Regions from separate parts of the Oryctolagus cuniculus genome. Here region 1 is linked to region 2. Evidence: chromatin contacts called from public Micro-C data. All regions are on one chromosome and are shown on one strand. The core of a region is the stretch at or near the end of the contact, and the rest is flanking DNA. Distances in the headings are between cores, read along the strand shown. Region 1 holds the start of BAIAP2 (BAR/IMD domain containing adaptor protein 2). Region 2 overlaps BAIAP2 (BAR/IMD domain containing adaptor protein 2).

Region 1 (3,320 bases), core at 289-2,788, 39 kb after region 2:
AGACCCCCGGGCGGGCAGCAGCCCCCGCGAGGGCCCCGAGCCGCGGCGACCCTGCAGTGCACGGCACGCAGGACTGGCTGGGCCGCCCGGGCGGCACCGGGAGGTTTCGCCGGTCTCCTGACTGCACCTCCTCTCGCGCTGGACGTCTGCCTGGTCCACGAGCCGAAGCCGCCCGACCGGTACCGGCACTGCCGCGGCCCGGCGAGCGCCCCGGTGACAAGACGCCAAGAGGCGGCCCACACGGCCCCTGAAGGCAGCACGTCCCCGGAGCCGCAGGAAGAGCCACCCACTGGCAGGACCAGCCCCGTCCAGCGGCCGCCACACACACCAGGGCCGCCTGTGTCCGCCCTGCAAAACCGGATCTCCTCGGGGCCACCCGTCCACATGACAGGTGACCCGCGACTGACCCGCTGCTCCAAGAAGCTGACCGGAGCCTGCGTGCGGGCTGGGACCCCAGGGAGACCCCGCGCACTCGGCGGCTCCTCCCAGCAGGACCGCAGCTTTCCTGAGCGCGCCCGTGGGAGTCCCCGCAGCACAGCCACGCACGCTCCCCTCGGCCCTGCCCGCGGAAGTTCGCGGCAGAGCTGAGCCAGGAGCCACGGGAGAGCCTTGCCGCGCACCCTCTCCGGCCCCCGGCCGCCGCGGCGCTCACGACTAGCGGCTCGGAACCCGCCCTCCCTCGACAGCGCTCGCCCGCACACGGCAACGCGTGCCACGGCGGCTGCGTGACGCGAGCGCCAGCCCCGAGGGCTGCTCCCCTTCCGCGGCTCCAACATGGCTTCGGGAGGGAGCGCGGCTGCCCCCCGCCCCCAGCCCGCCCCGGCCTGGACCCGCCCCAGGGGAGGCGCAGGCCACGGCCCGCAGGCCCGCCGCCGCGCGCGGCGCCAGCGCGCACTGTTGCTCCGCGGGCTGGAGCGGGCGACGCGGCCGCCCCCGCCGGGCCCCCGCACCGCGGCGCAGCCCGAGCTCCGGACGGGGAGGCCCCGCGCCCGGGGGCGGGCGGCGCAGGCAGGCGCCGGCCTCCCACACAGGTGCGCTCCCCCGCGCTTACATAAGACGCCGGCGCCGTCCACGGCCGCCCGGCGGGAGAAAGTGCCCCGGGGCGCGCGTGGCCGTGATCCCAGCTCGGCTCCGGGCTCCCGGGCACTCGGGCGGCGCCGTCGGGGACGCCCGCCCGGGCCGGAACTCGGGCGGCGCGCGCCGCGGCGGCCGAGGGGCTCCGGGCAGCGCGACTACCTGTGACCGCCCGCGCCGGCTCGCCGCGCCCGCCGCCCTGCGGCTCCAGCGGCCGCGCCGGGAAGACCCCGGGGCGCCCAGGATCTGGCCGGGGGCTCCGCAGCCGGCTCGGGGGCTCACCTTGTACACATTTTCCGTCAGCCGGTGCATCTCCTCCGAGCGCGACAGCGACATGGTGCTGGGTCCCCGCTGCACCACAGACCGGAGCGGGGGCGCGGGCGGCGGCGGCGGCGGCGGCGGCGGCAGCAACGGCGGCAGCGGGACGGGGGAGCGCGCAGACCCGGACCACGGAGCGCGGCGCCCGGCGGCGGCCGCTTTTATAGCTCCTCATGCCCCGCCCTCCGCCACAGGTCCCGCCCCCGGGCCCCGCCCCCGCTGCGCCCGGATCACCGCCCCCGGCCGCCCGCCCCCGCCCAGCCCCGCCGCTGCTAGGCAACCACCAGGCCCCGCTCCAGCGCCGCCCTTCCCATTGGCGGGTTCCGGAGATGGAGGAGGGGGGCGGGATGAGAGGCGGAGACTTGGGGCTGAGTCCCGGCAACGATTGGCCGGCGGCCGTGTCGCTCCCGGGGGAGGAGGCGGAGGCGCGGCGCGGGCCGGGGCCCTGGGAGCCGCCGGAGGGGCCCGTGTGACAGCCGGGCTGGGGGCGGGGGCGGGGGCGGGGCGGCGCAGGAAGAGGAGCAGAAGGAGGGGGGAGAGAGCGCGTGGAGGCGGCTCAGCGCGGTGGCGCGTGGAGCGGCGGGCTTCGGGCGCCGGGAGTCGGTCGGCCGCCGGACCGCGCGGCTGGTGTGGCGGCGGCCGGTGAGTCCGTCAGGTGGGGAGGGGGAGCGACTGGGGGAGGAGCGGGAGGCCCTGGAGGAGGGAGGGCTCTAGGGGAGGGGAGGCCCTGAGACCCTTGGGCGAAGGGGCACCCTGGGGTCGGGGAAGGGGTAGGCGCAGGGCCGCTGGGACCCTGGAGGAGGGAGACCCCCGGGGGGGGAGGATCAGGGCGGGAGGGTCGGTGGGGAGGAGCGGATCCTGCCTGGAGGACCACGGGGCCCAGGGAAGGGAGAGGAGCCCGGTGGCCGGGGTCGAGGGTTGGGTGGCAGGAGGGTGGTCAGAAGGGGCCTGGGGAGGGGAGTCGGTTGGATGGGAGGGAGGGGGCAGAGCCCTGCCTTTTAGGGGTCCTGGCAGGGAACTGGCTGAGCTGGCGCCCAGGGCTCCCGGCACAACTGCCCTGGAGAGAGTCGCCGAAGTTAGCCGGACTCGGGAAACCCGGGCTGAGTGTCGCCCTGGCCCAGCCTCTGGGTCCTGACACTGGCTCACGCAGGTCGGGGAGACACGCCCCCAGGCGTCAGTGCCCCACTCCCCTCTGCGGCTGGCGGGCGGGGCTCCAGTCCTCGGCCTCTGGTCATCCCTGTGTAGAGTGGACCCTGTGCATTTCTGTAATGGAATCTTCAGTTGCAAGTGGTGGAAACCCAGCACGAGCTGGCCCCGGTAAACGGGGCGCCCGTTGGCTGGGGGACAGCAGCGTCTTCCAGTCCCAGACTGACCTGGGCCAGGGGCCAACTTGGGGCTCGCTGGGTGGAGGGGGAGGCAGCCAGGAGAGCTGAGAGTCTGAGACCAGGGGAGGTGGAGGCTGATGGGCCTCGGGAAGAGGAGTTGACTTGGGGAGAAATTCTGGACTTCCAGCTCCGAAATGGGGAGGGGGCTGGGCGCCCCTCTAGGAAACTCCCACGGTCCGGCCCTGCTGTGTCTTCCGGAGGCTCCCAGGGGTCTCGCCTGAGCCCCCGCCCCTCTCCGTAGCCAAGGGGCACACTCACTTTGAGTGGCCAGCATCTGTGTCCCCCGACCTGCTCCCCCCTAGCTGCAGCTGGAGCAGAAGCCGCCATGCAAAGGGGGCCACCCGGCGCAGAGAAACCCCTGTGGGCGGCGGGGACCCCAGGCGGGTCTTGGCGAGGGGGCCAGGAAATCTGCAGCGCCGGGAGGTCTGTGCCGGGACGCGCCTGTTGCTTCGGCTCCTGGAGGTCTTGTCCCCGGCCAGACCTCGGTGGCAGGTGTCTGGGGTCACGGCAGGAACCCGGCCCGAGGGTGGACGGCACAGCTGG
Region 2 (3,340 bases), core at 785-3,284:
GCACGCAGCGGCGAGCTGCCCTAAATCCCGGCCTCTCGGCACACGGGCCCGAGAGAAACCAGACGGCAGCCTGCGATGCCATCTGCCACACGCCGCCGGGCTGCGACATGTCCTTGGCCGGCCGCGGCCCCGCGCTGGAGCAGTGCTCACGGTCACGGTCGGAGGAGCCGTCTGGGCCTGACTCCAGCCCGGACCCGGGGGGCAGGGCGAGGATTTCACCCTGGTTTCTGCCGCTTCCCAGCAGCCGCTGCAAGACCCACCTGGGGCGCAGAGCAGCCTGCGGGGAGCCGGCGTCCCCCCGCCCGCGCCCGCCCCCCCGCCCACCTGCAGCTCCTTGCCCGTCCCCCCGCCCACCTGCAGCTCCTTGCCCGTCCCCCCGCCCACCTGCAGCTCCTTGTCCGAGTACTTCTGGGGGTTCTTGCTGCCCTGGCTCTTCTTGCGCAGCTTCTTCAGCTCCGCCTGGCACTTGTCCAGGGCGTCCCCTCTGCTCCTCTGCTCCGTCTGGTACTTCTTCAGCGCGGCCTGAGGTTCAAGCAGGACACGGAGCAGAGGCCCGTGAGCGGCTGCCGCCCGCCTCAGCGCCAGGGCAGCAGGACGCGCTCGGCGCCAGCGCGGGGTCCCCACCCACCCAGCTCGCCGCTCCCCAGGGACAAGCGCCAGGCCCGGAGGACGCAGCCTCCCTCCCTCCCAGCACCCAAAGCCAGAGGGTCCCTGGCTTTCTGGCCGGCCGGCTCGGGGAGGATGGGACGAGGCCGCGTCATCGACATGGCGACAGGTGGCCCAGGGCAGGGGGCCCAGAACTGGCGCGGGGGCATCAGAGGCCACACAGCTGCACCGGGGCCCCCCGGGACTGCATCTGCAGTCTGAGCGTCGCGGCCGCCCGGCGCGGGTGGGCTACTTACACTCAGGTACCTGGAGTCCAGCTCCACTTTCTGCTCCAGCTGCGTGAGCAGCTCCTTGTGGAAGGACTCGAGCTGGACACAGGGGAGAGCACACCCAGTCAGCTGATGCCCGCACGGGCAGCGGCCGCCGCGTGCCCTGGGCCGGCACCGATGTGGAAGAGGAGCTGCCTGGGAGCCGGGAGCTGCGGGGAGCGCAGGGGCCCCGGGCCCGGGTCCTGGACAAGCCCCGCCTTCAGCGATGCTCCGCTCCTCACAAGGGACAGAGTGACCGCCCGTGCTGTGCTTCCTCGGCCGGCCCATGCCGGGGAACCCAGACAGCAGCCCTGGACCTCCGTGCCCCTTCAGCCGCACGGTCCGGGGTGGGTTTTGGGTCACCCTCTGGATCGGCTCCCCACACCTGGCAGCCGGGAGACGTGCCCGGCAATCCGAGCTTGGCTGGTGGTCATTGTCGTGGTGCCGCCGTGTCCCCGGCCGGGCCCCCCAGCACCAGCCCCCGAGTCCTGAGCCAGGGCACGTCTCTGGCCTGGAGAGGCTGCCGCTGTGGAGCAAGCCCCAGGGGACACGTGCCCCGCCCCCCCCCCCCCCGCCGCAGCATCCCGGGGCCCGGCAGGGGGGCTCACCATGTCTTCCAGCTGGTTCTGGATCTGCCTGTGCACCTCGGCCATCTGGAAGAGGACGTCTCCTGGGGAGGGGGGACAGGAGGTCGGCTTCTGCGGACCGCGCCTCACCCTGGGCAGCACGGCCAGACCTGGGACGGTCACGGCCAGCGCGTCCAGGGAAGCCCGTGATCACAGGCAGAGGGGCCAGAGGGAGCAGGGCGCGGACGCCAAGAGGACACAGAAAATGCCAGAACACGAGGGCTCCAGACCCCAGGTGCGCGGAATGCTTGGCACCCCTGGAGCAGGCGCTCCGACACAGGCGAGGGCGGGGCCGGCCCAGCCGTGAGCGAGCCGGTCTGCACACAGACCTGCTCTGGGGCCGCCCTCGGGGGCACGCCCACAGGGGCCAGGCTGTGGCCCTGACTGACCCCTAGAGGAAACAGGACGCGGGCTGCAGGCCAGGCTCTTCCTGGTCCCCGGCTTCAGAGAACAGGGCGGCCCCGGCGCCAGTGGGAGGAGACCTGGGCCCCCCAGCCGTCCCCAAGGGCCCAGGGACACAGAGCTCAGGCACAGCTCCTGCCCAGCGCACCCTCCCCAGCAGGCTGGGAGCACAGAGGGTGTGGCCAGCACCGGCACTGGGGCGGGCTCCATGGGCCCAGGCCACGCCAGCACGAGACTGTGCCCGCCTGCGCCGCTGCTTCTCTCAAAGACAAGGACAGAGACGAGCCGGGGGAGGAGCTTCCCCAAAGTCCGGAAGTTTCCTGGAGCCGAGATCCTGCCTGAAGTGTGGCCGCCATGAGCCGCGGGCGTGGCCGTGTCACCGAGTGTCCCTGCAGCCCCGGGCCGGCAGCGGCTCCGCTTCCCCCGCGGAGGGGGCAGGGACCAGGCGGCTGCGCTCACCGACCAGCAACTATTTGCTGGGGGCCGATTCCAGGGCCGGGCCGCGTGTGCCGCGTGTGCCGCGTGTGCCGAGGACACCGAGGACGCCGGCACAGCAGCAGCCAGGCCTGCCGGGCCGGGGCAGGGCGGGGTGGGGCGGGGCGGGGGGGTCACTTTCTTGCAGGCCCTGACCCAGAGCAACCGTGCAGGACTGTCCTCGCCTGCCCGCGTCTGAGCCGGGGGGAGGAGGGGCACGTGACCCACAGGGTCTGGGGGCAGCAGGCGGTGCACTGAGGGGTCCTTGGGGCCCAGCAGCGCTGGCTGAAGTTGGAAGCCTCCAAAGACCCCCCCCCCCGGGCTCTCACCGGGTAAGGCTGCCTCCAGACCCCAGTGGCCCCAGGGTCTCCTCCCCGGATGCCGGCCTGAGTCCCGGGAGGGCTGTGGTGGCCTCCACCAGCTCCTGAGTTTTAACCACAGGTCACCGAGCACTGGCCCAGGGCGAGGCGCATTACGGGCAGTGCAGCCCTCAAGGCCATGCCCCGCCTGCACCCTGTGGGCCCACACCCCTGCAGGGCCCAGGCCGCCCCACACCCTGACGCTCACAGATGGGTCTCAGGGCCCCGAGGGCCCGGGGGCAGGGCCTCGGGCCAGAGCTGCTGCTTGGACACCAGGAGCCGGCCCGGCGGTGTCCTGCTGACTCCCGGCTCCCAGCACGTCCATGGACAGGGGCAGCAGGGCGCTTGGCCCGTGTGGGGAACCTGCTCACGTCCTGGGCTCGCCGGCCCCTCCCTCCCAGGGCCCACTCAGCTCACCGCCCAGGCGGCCCCTGGCCAGGCCCAGGCCGACCCTCAGGGGCTGCTGGCAGCCCCCCACGGCTCGCACCACACCCTCAGCGCAAGACCACCCAGGGAGCGCTCCACGTGAGCAACCACAGGGCACGGGGCAGGCTGCCGACACCGC

What was found. Hi-C and Micro-C count contacts between places; a contact is called where the count stands out from the background.
Region 1: a contact with region 2 is called in a Micro-C map of ear pinna, with 2.0 times the contacts expected there. The contact joins the promoter of BAIAP2 here to the enhancer-like site in region 2. A contact is called at or near these places in 3 of 6 Hi-C or Micro-C datasets (ear pinna, skin fibroblasts and an unstated tissue).

Annotation. Positions count from the first base shown.
Region 1 is chr17:1,473,069-1,476,388 of mOryCun1.1, forward strand. BAIAP2 (BAR/IMD domain containing adaptor protein 2) reads right to left here and starts at 1,539. Exons shown (of 15, transcript XR_011383319.1): 1 at 1,357-1,539.
Region 2 is chr17:1,433,262-1,436,601 of mOryCun1.1, forward strand. It overlaps BAIAP2 (BAR/IMD domain containing adaptor protein 2), which reads right to left. Exons shown (of 15, transcript XR_011383319.1): 4 at 1,523-1,584; 5 at 903-974; 6 at 385-522. Among named protein-coding and RNA genes, the nearest start is that of BAIAP2, 40 kb to the right of the region's middle. Within about 2 kb of position 2,035, at least 5 of the 8 cell types and tissues checked have an H3K27ac peak or open chromatin away from gene starts, as enhancers often do. A contact at or near this core is called in ear pinna, where this site is marked.